Regions from separate parts of the Mus musculus genome. Here regions 1 and 2 are each linked to region 3. A link is a contact called in public HiCAR-type data. All regions are on one chromosome and are shown on one strand. The core of a region is the stretch at or near the end of the contact, and the rest is flanking DNA. Distances in the headings are between cores, read along the strand shown. Region 1 holds the start of Mrps28 (mitochondrial ribosomal protein S28). Region 2 holds the start of Hey1 (hairy/enhancer-of-split related with YRPW motif 1). Region 3 holds the start of Il7 (interleukin 7).

Region 1 (3,044 bases), core at 309-2,808, 1.3 Mb after region 3:
CGCCCTCAGCCAGACAGTATTCAGAGGTGGAACATCCTGTCCTAACAGGGATGTCTCCATCATATCCCTCCACTCAGTGTGAGCCCTAAAGAAGAGGAGATGGGAATGGTATAAGAGCCAAAAGGTTGTGGAAGACACCAAGAGAACAAGGCTCTCTAAATCAACATGAACAAAGCTGGCAGAGACTGGAAAGCACTCACAGGGCTTGCACCAGGCCTACCCCAGGTCCTCTAAAGTGTGTCGCGGCTTCCAGCTTCTATGGGACTCCTGAGTGTGTGCACAAGTGCCTGTATTTCCTCCACCTCTCTTGAGCTCTTTAAATTCTATTTGTTTTGTCCAATTCTAATATGTTAAGTTTTTGTTATCTTTTTATATTTTCATTTTCTTATTTTAAAAGAACTCCTAGTGCCCTATAAGTAAAAATTTGTGTTTTAAGCCACTACATGTGGCAAAAATCTCAAAACTATGTCCTGGGGTCCTTCCCATCACTAGATCAAAGAAAAGTTTTGGCACTCAAAACTAAGATGACCCTACAATCCTGAGAAATAGCTACATGTGTACTGTTCAGCAATACCCACTAGAGAACAAAAACTGGAAATTCAGATTTTTCTTATATAACCCAACCTCATGTATACCCGAGTCTCAGAATTTTTAAAAATCCCAGCCTTTTGTATTTGCACTACTTCATGTATCTAAATTATTTTACAATGTTTTACACAAAGGGGGAAAAAACTATATTTTTAAAATAAAAGGTCACTTGCAATAAAGGAAAGTGAAACACTGACAGTTTAAATCATACGCCCAGTTCACAATAGCTTTAAGTGTCAATTCAATTAAGATGCTTGTGACAGGCCTCGAGCCGCCTTGTGGCAAGGCTAAGACCTGGAGTCGTTTTCCTCCAAGTCTGACGGGTCGCCCCACAAACCCGATGGATACCTGGCCCAGAATGTGTCACAAAGGTATGCAGAGAGAACCCACAGGAGCGTAAAAGCCATGGAAAAGGAAGAAAATATTAATCACACGCTCTGCTGCAGGTCAAGGGTAGAAAGCTACCCCCGCCGCTCCAGTCGCTCCTCTCCTCATCCCTAAGTCACCGGCATAGCCCATGACAAGAAGGACAGAATTCACCCCCAACCCACGCTGGCCCCTCCCTGGAGTCGCCGCCTGAGCCCCACCCCAACACCGACGGGCTCCCGCCCCACCACGCCGGCTCCTCCCAGCGTCCCGGGCTTAGCCCCTCCCCACGCTCGGCCCGGCGTGCGGACGTGGCGCCGCGAGGCCTGCTTACCAGTCGGAGCTCCGCCTTCCGCTGCAAGTCCGAGTGTCGCTCCAGAGCGCTCGCGAAGCCGCCTGAACGCGCCCGAGGAGCGGAGGAGTCGTGGGTTGCGCTCTCGGAACCACTCTCCGTGCTTGCATTTCGCAAAGGCTTGGAGAAGACAAGCGCTCTCAAGAAACGGCTCCCAGCAGTCCCGGCGTGGGACCTACACAGCGCCGCCATGACGCCTGCGCGACCTCTGACCTCTTCTGCACGCTTGCAGGTCAGGGGGCGGGCCGAGGAGAGCCCCGCCTACCGCCTTAATCCCAGGCGAGCCTACTAGTCCGGTAGTTTAAAGCTTGCCTCCCGCGGACGCCAGAGAGCGCATGCCTCCTGAGGGACGGGGTGACGCTACAGCTGCTGTACTACACGGTCTTCAGAGGTCTCCTTCGTTATCCTGTTAGAGTTGGAAGCCCTATGCTCACCAGCACCTCCTGTGCCTTCGTTACTCAGCACTTTCGAATGCGTCATGCTTTAGATTTGAAATAATTCTTAGTGTTCACCCTCCAGTTTTGTAAACTCCAGGAAGGAAGGAGAGATTGCCTTTGCAAATGGGCACAAAGTTGTTCCTAAAACTGATGGTAGGTCTGTCCTTGGCCACTTCTGTTGCCAGTCACATGCATTACAAAACCCAACAGAAGTTTTATCCTAGCTAGCTACCATCATTTCCTGTGAATTAAGCTTCAGAAATATGCTCAGGCGTAGCACTTCCACGCTCCCATACCCAAACACTTGATATTGTTTGTTTCTCCCCAGTGTAAATCCCCAGAATTTGTCCATCCACTTAAGAATCGAACCTAGTTGCAAAAGTGTTTGCCTTTTAAGTGGACCACTAGTCTAATCAATGTAATGTTAACCTACAGATTACTAAATCCAAGGGCGGGTGTCAGTTTTCTATGTCATTTGTACATAAATATCTTTTTTCCCCTTATCGAGGTCTCATGTAACCCATACTGGCCTTGAGCTCACTGCGTAGTTGAGGGTGACCCTCATCATCTGACCCTCCTGCTTCTCCCTGAATGATGGGACTTTACAAGTACTGTCACTACCAGGGCCAGGACAGAACCTCTTTTATGTCTTTGACTCTTAGTGTAAGTCTTCCTCAATGCTGCAGGTCTATTTTGACCTTAGAATGATGCATAGTTTTGTGGATAACTTACCACTCCGCATTACTAGTCACTGTAGGGAGTATCTCACAAATTCAGTAGGAGCCTGAAAAGTAGATTCCGCTTCAAGTGAGATCTCATTCTGCATACGCTCATTTCTGCTGACACTTAAGTGGATTCTTGTCGAAAATGTCAATCTCTATGGCTACTACCACTTTCAGTTCCTTTCGGAAACAGTGTAGCAAATTGTAGAGCTCCCTTTAAGAGCCCTCAGCAGTCTCAAGTAAGGAACTTTCATCCTGGGCAATCCAGTATCCCCGTGCAGATTTGGTTTTTCTGCTTGGGAAAGCAAGCTGCTCAGCAGTGCCAAGTTTAAAGAACTGCTTTGCAAACTTAAACTGTATCACTTCCAGTGCTTGTCTGGCATGGCAAGGCCCTAGGTTCAATCTTCAGGATAAACCCTCCATCTGGATGAACAGAACAAATGAAGTCCCATCTTTAAATCCAACAGACATGTTATATTCGTGTTGCCTAAGCTAGTGAATAACCCTGAAAGCCAGGCAGCGCCATGGGGAGGGGCTCTTAGTCTTCCTAGTGATATATGTACGCTCAGTGGACTCGTC
Region 2 (2,925 bases), core at 196-2,695, 1.1 Mb after region 3:
CGACTATCTAGTTGTTCTTTTTAATAAGCCATTTCCCAATCCTTTCTTAAATAGCAACAGACAAACATGAGTGACTTGACCTAAATCAGGGCTGTCACAACCGGAGGAGCTCCGGGAGACAGGCGCTTGCTGAAAGGTGCATTAGCTCAGTTGAAAGAGGATTGGGGTGATGTATTCACTGCTCAAGAACCCATGTGCTGTTGAAGGTGCACTTGGCTGGCAAGCACATACTGCTCTCCCCACCCCACAAAGCAAAGCAGGCAGGGACTGCACCAATCCCAGACTGCGCTTGCTACCACCCCCACCCCCCACGCCGAGCACGCAAAGCCCCAGCTGAACTGGAGAGGAATACCTTTCCCTCCTGCAGTGTGCAGCATTTTCAGGTGATCCACAGTCATCTGCAAGATCTCAGCTTTTTCTAGCTTAGCAGATCCCTAAAAAGAAGACAAAAGGCTTATCTGACACAAGTGCCTTTGGAGAACTTAAAATATGCACACAAATATACATACATGTAAAATACAAACGTAAAAAAAAAAGCAAAAGTCACGTATATCCACAAAATCTGTGGGAATTTGTGTAAGAACATCCAACGACTTGGCACAAATGAGGTTAGAAGCACGGAGGGGAGGGAATCAGAAGGTGCCGATGGCTACACTCAGCGCTCTCATACTTCCATTACCTGCTTCTCAAAGGCACTGGGTACCAGCCTTCTCAGCTCAGACAAACTGTTATTGATTCGGTCTCGTCGGCGCTTCTCGATGATCTATGGGAAGCAGACAAAAACAAAGGAGGGCATTTACGTTATGACTGTACATTCCAACGAGAAGAAATGTGGTTCTTTCCGTTAGTTAATTAATTAATATAACAATGTGCATATATATTTAAATTATTGGGGGGGGGGGTACTCACGCCTCTCCGTCTTTTCCTGGCCAAAACCTGGGACGATGTCGTTGGGGACATGGAACACAGCGCCGAACTCAAGTTTCTGTAAGATGGGAAGCAATTGCCTTGAGAAAGGAAAGGAGAGCCCTCCTACACCAGATTTCTTTGGCAACTTGAGCTGGAGGGCTCGGGGACGATTGCTCCCAGCCAGCAGCTGCCGGCCCACGACTCCCGGCAAAGGGAACCCAGCATCAGCGCACCCCATCCTCTCCTCCCGCTCCGGATCGGTCGGACGCCGCCAACTCACCCATTCTCGTCCGCGCTCTCCTTTTCCACCTCGATGGTCTCGTCCAGCTCACTATCTGAGGAGCTGTAGTCTGGGTGAGCTCTCTTCATGGTGGCGGAGCGTGGGCTCCGAGGAGGGTCGCGCGGCGGGCAAGGAGGAGTTAACTGCAGTGGCCGCTCAGCGCTCGGCTGCGGGAGGTGCGTGCACACTGATCCCACTCACGCTCAGTCTCCGGTTAAAACTCAACCATCCCTTTCCCACGCTGCGCCCCTTCCCATGGATAGGGGGAGGGCGGGGAAGGCGGAGAGGTTGGGGCAGGGGCGGGGCCACGGCTCCCGGGTAACCGCGTGCCCCGGCCAATTGGCGCCTCGCTGCGCAGATTGGCAGCCGCATGGGGGCGGGACGAGCGGAGGCCGAGGCTGGCTGCTCCCCGCCCCCGGAGCCCGCCCCTGCCCGGCGGCAGTGCGTCGGCTCCGCAGGAGTTCGGCTGGGGGCCGCGGGCGGCGGTGGGCCGGCGGCGGGCAGAAATGGGGGGCCGGCCCGGGACACCAGCCCGGCGATAGCCACCGCCCCGCCCAGCCCCACCCCGCGCGCCCGGATTGGCCTGGCCGTGTGCCAGGGCCGCGCCTGCAGCGCCGCCGGTGAGCCGCACGCGCCGCGGGCCGTGGGAAAGTGCCGGCGCCCCGGCCGCCAGCCAATCCGGACGGACGGCGACGGCGGCGGCGACGGTGGCGGCGGCGGCGGCGGCTGCTCTGGGCGGCTGCTCTGGGCGGCTGCATGAATGGAGAAGAATAGCCAGGCGGGGGAGCCGGGCTGCACGAGGGCGCGCCTGCCGGGCTCCTGGTGTGAACCTGTAATCGGAGTCCGGGCGCCGGCGGGCCCCGGAAGCCACCGCCCGCGTCCCGTTCTCTGCACTGCTGCCGGTGCCCCGCGGCTGGAGGCGGGCGTAGTTGGCGGGTCCTACAGGAACAGTCGCCTGGGGCGCCGCTCCTTTGGATGGTGGCCACCAGCTCTGGGAGCAGAGCCTGAGAGACTCAAGGGATGCTGCTTTTTGGGTTCTAGGAGCCTCTAAAGCTAATCCTGCAAGGCTTCTCAGCTTTGGGACGAAATGCATGCCCCTATGCATGTCATTTCCGGGGAAGTAGAGCGCTTGTTTTCTGGGTTAGCTTGAGGGAGGAGTAGCTATCCCCCGAGACATTCATTATGTTGGGATTTTTGCTGTTGTTTTGTTTTGTTTTTGTCCTCCCTTCCCCCTAGTGTTGGCGGCCAGATCCTCTTAGCAGGCGACAGGGTGGCGGCCTGGGTGTTTGCTTCTGAGGCTGTGCGATCATCTGTGCGAGGATGCACGTTTCTGGCCCGCATCGCGCGCGCGCGGACACACACACACACCCGTTGGTCTCAGTTGGGAGGGGCGTTTGGGGTGCTATATGAAGTTCTGCACACCGCTCTCCCCTCTCCCCCACCAAGAAGGGCGACTTTAAAAAAATAGTTTAAATCTTATGGATTGTTTCCCTAGTTCAGCGTTCACAGAAGTAGACAACCTGGAGAAAGCCCAGTCTTTATCCTGCCCCACTCTTGGAGCCTGCAATCCCGTCTATGAAGCAAAACTTCATAACCGTTGAGAAGAATAAAAGAAACTCAACACCTTTGCAAGCAATTCTGTTTCTAGACATGATGGGTTCCATAAATGCAGACTAAACCGAGTTCCCAGGTCCAGTTCTCCATCCACACACTTTAGACCACATCCTGGGTCCTTT
Region 3 (3,230 bases), core at 100-2,599:
TCCACTTTAAATCCTTACTTATTTAAAACTAATGCAAGCCTATTAGATTTGATCAGGGAGCTAAGAATTTGTACTCATGGGTACTTAAAGTTCTGCCTCCCTTAAGTAGCAAATATATAGAAGGAAAATAAAATCTGGCCTTTTGCAATCTCAGCCGCAGGACTTGGGTTCCCAGCAAACAAGTCAACTTACAGCCTGGATCGGAAACTCCCAGACTTACTGCGGGGAGAAGAGGGGGTTTTCCAATGATCTGTCCTTTAGGGTTTAAAAGCGCATCCTGGGAGCGACTCTTTCATTCTCCATGAAGTTCTGAGCTGCGAGAGCCCAGCAACGCCCTGAACCCAGGCAGCCTGTGAGTAACTGCACAGCCAGGAAGCCAGGAAGGGCTGCATTGAAGAGGTACTGGCTAGGGACAAAGTGGCTGAAAACCACTGACTACTGAGTCTTGACTGCAGGGGGCCACCGCGTCGCGGCTCCCGCACTGAAGCTCTGGGTCTGGGGATCTGAAAACCGCCTCGGGAACTGTTCCTCCCCGCCCGCCAGGGTTGTACGCCCAGGTGCCAATGGTTCTGGGCAACCGAGCTCAGCGCGGGTAGTGGCTGACCATGGGAGAGGCCAAGCTCTCAGCCTGTCCAAAGTGCAAGGCCGGGCTATTCCCGGACGTGCGGAGGCGCGGGGGCGGGTGGCACCTCCCGGACTGTCCCAGAGTCCCCGGCGCGCTAGGCGCACCTACTTGTGCGCACCAGAGAGCAGCGCTTACCATGGAACATGGTCTGCGGGAGGTGGGTGTAGTCATGATGACTGGGACTGCAGCAGGAGCCGGCTCTCACCACCCATAATCACTCCCAGGACCCCGGTCATCCACCGGGTGGCCGCAAACCGGTGCTGGGCAGGGCAGTTCAGGCAGCTGACTCCTCTCACCCACGCCACGCCTGGTCCATCCATCCCAAGAGGGGCCGCATGCATCACCGGCCACCCAGGCGCTCTGGCTTTGCCATAACTTCCGTAGGATCTGCCGGCAGACTAAGCAGGGTACTTTCAGTTTCTACTTTGCGCTGGGTCTTCAGGTTCAATGTTTGGGTTTATACCCTCAGCGTCTTCCCCAGTCACCTGGACCAGGATCAGTGGTTGCTGCGAATTGAAAGTAGCTCAGGAGAAGCCAGCTGGCCTTCTGGATCAGAAAGATTCGGCTAATAGGCTTTTCAAATGACTTCTAACCTCTCTGGCAACTCTGTGAGACTGGGAGCTAAAACCGCTGGTTACTAATATGTCCACAGAAGCCACAAATGTGCAGCAGAGAAAGCTCGCTATTGCAAGTCAGTTCCACTGAGGAGGCGTCGCTGCTTCTGCTGCCGCCGATGTAAGTCATCTTAAAAAAAAAAAAAAAAAAAAGGAAGTGAAGGATGATTAAGAGGGTCACGCCCTCTGCCCCTCTAGGTTCTCTAGTTTGTTTTTTTTTTTTTTTTCCTCCCTGTCATCTGTGCAATGCACCTGCTCAGGTAGGACTTTAAGAACAAATAATTCTTGTGAGTCCATCCAGTCTAGTATGTAAGTGGTAGCTTCAGAAAACCAAAACTCGTATTAGTTGGGGGCACATAGAAGTTCTGCATAGTAACTATCTCCCACAGTTATCTCCTGACATAGCTAATCACCATTGTGATTGTTTCATTAAAGTGTTTTGTTTTGTTTTAATAATAGGCCTGAATTACCGAGGGGATTCCTGATTTAGTGTTGTTTCTTATAATCAGGAGAAACACTGCTTAGGTGAAGGCAGGTTGTGCAAACCAGTAACAAGAGAGATCTGAGATCAGGACCATATCTCTCATATATCTAGTATTTGCTCTATGCCAGGACTCTTGGTCAGGAATTTACATGTATTTTGGCATCTGGAGTTTTCTGCCGAGGCAATCTGTTTTCTTATCTGCAGTTGAAAGATACACATGGGAACAGAGGCTTCCTTAAGTAACAGAGCTAAGTTCACGTGGCTGAATTTGGATAAAAAACACCTGCAGGCTGGCTTCAAAGAGTCTGCTTGGAATCTCTTGTGGAAGAGAACCTTGTAAATAATGGAGGATACAGTAGACTAAGAAGACGCCCTAGGGTGGTGGGTGTGCTCTTAACGCTCTGGGGAACCTCAGAAAGGGGTCTGGAGCTGGCGGTTCCTAATCGGACATCAGGACACGAGCTTCAGATTCTGTCTGTTAACAGTGAAAAGAGGCAGAGAGGTACTGTTTGTGCATTTAGAGTGTGGACCATAGGAGTTCTAACTGGGCACTGGCCTGTGGACTCTGCAGGGACTCTCACTTTCCACATTCAATGTAAAACCTGTTGTCTTAGTGCACTTCCAAAATAAATCCTACCCGGTGCCTGCAGGGCTGTTTAAACACCTCTCTGTTGTCTCTCTTGTTGTCATCCTGCTCAAAGCATCAGGAGATTTGACAGTACTTGTTATCTTCACTGCAGCCCTGGTCTCCAGACAGCTCCCATCCACAGAGAAGGGCTATCTAGAATAGGATTAGGCTCCAGCGTTGCAGTATGACAGGATGGAAGAGAGCTACTGTGGTGAGAAAGCATTTCAACGATGGAACATGGAAAAATGTCCACCAAAAAAAAAAAAAAAAAAAAAAAAAAAAGGAAAGAGAGGAAAGAGAAAGAAAACAGGGAATTGCTGGCAAATGAAATCAGGAAACTGAGCCTCTCAGGCACACATTTCCAAAAATGTCATTGGAACTCAGATGTGGAGAAAAGCAGTAGACAGAGATGAGGCTGCAGGGGTGGTTAAAGACTAACTCTATAAACATGTCTAGGTTTGTGGCGGCTGTATTAAACTCCCTGACCATAGGGTACACGTAGGTGTACAACTGCTCACATTCTATGCTTTTTTCCCCCCACCTGTTGTTGGGCTTTTCAGAGGAGAGTCAAAGAACATCCATCAAAAGAGTGCGAGAGGGGAAGTCTGTCTTCCTTCCTAGTACAATCACCAGAAAGGCTTGTGCATAGGCAACATTGGAGTAAAATGAGGCGAAAGTATCTAAAGTTCCAGGAAAGGAGAAGTAAATGTATTTTACAGGACTCTGACCCTCAGTGTTAAGAATGTCTTCTGAAAAGAATATTTAGAAAGCATTTGGAATTTCAAAGGTTAGATAAAAATGGACACCTTTGAACTACATTGTATTATGAGAGAATTCTAAGAAAATTAGTGTCCTTTTGAAAAAAACAGCCCAGCTCTT

Evidence for each region. HiCAR-type assays count read pairs that join an accessible place to other places.
Region 1: a contact with region 3 is called in a HiCAR-type map of kidney, with 10 times the contacts expected there. The contact joins the promoter of Mrps28 here to the promoter of Il7 in region 3. A contact is called at or near these places in 8 of 39 promoter capture datasets (the 3T3-L1 cell line, embryonic stem cells, frontonasal cranial neural crest and 3 more) and 5 of 115 datasets of contacts at active chromatin or transcription factors (astrocytes, bone marrow-derived dendritic cells, kidney and 2 more).
Region 2: a contact with region 3 is called in a HiCAR-type map of astrocytes, with 3 times the contacts expected there. The contact joins the promoter of Hey1 here to the promoter of Il7 in region 3. A contact is called at or near these places in 8 of 39 promoter capture datasets (the 3T3-L1 cell line, 3T3-L1-derived adipocytes, the SN4741 cell line and 4 more) and 2 of 115 datasets of contacts at active chromatin or transcription factors (astrocytes and bone marrow-derived dendritic cells).

The regions. Positions count from the first base shown.
Region 1 is chr3:8,922,299-8,925,342 of GRCm38.p6, forward strand. Mrps28 (mitochondrial ribosomal protein S28) reads right to left here and starts at 1,559. Exons shown (of 3, transcript NM_025434.3): 1 at 1,289-1,559. The coding sequence starts at 1,498. Gm52601 (a long non-coding RNA gene) reads right to left here and starts at 1,274. Exons shown (of 2, transcript XR_003954436.1): 1 at 1,176-1,274; 2 at 1-85.
Region 2 is chr3:8,665,593-8,668,517 of GRCm38.p6, forward strand. Hey1 (hairy/enhancer-of-split related with YRPW motif 1) reads right to left here and starts at 1,446. Exons shown (of 5, transcript NM_010423.2): 1 at 1,190-1,446; 2 at 910-985; 3 at 680-763; 4 at 353-434. The coding sequence starts at 1,278. It overlaps LOC115489673, which reads right to left. Exons shown (of 2, transcript XM_030252957.1): 1 at 1,632-2,925; 2 at 1,332-1,486. The coding sequence starts at 2,294. The coding sequence ends at 1,346.
Region 3 is chr3:7,612,411-7,615,640 of GRCm38.p6, forward strand. Il7 (interleukin 7) reads right to left here and starts at 1,350. Exons shown (of 5, transcript NM_008371.5): 1 at 761-1,350. The coding sequence starts at 770. It overlaps Gm16685 (predicted gene, 16685), which reads left to right and starts at 295. Exons shown (of 3, transcript NR_168341.1): 1 at 295-399.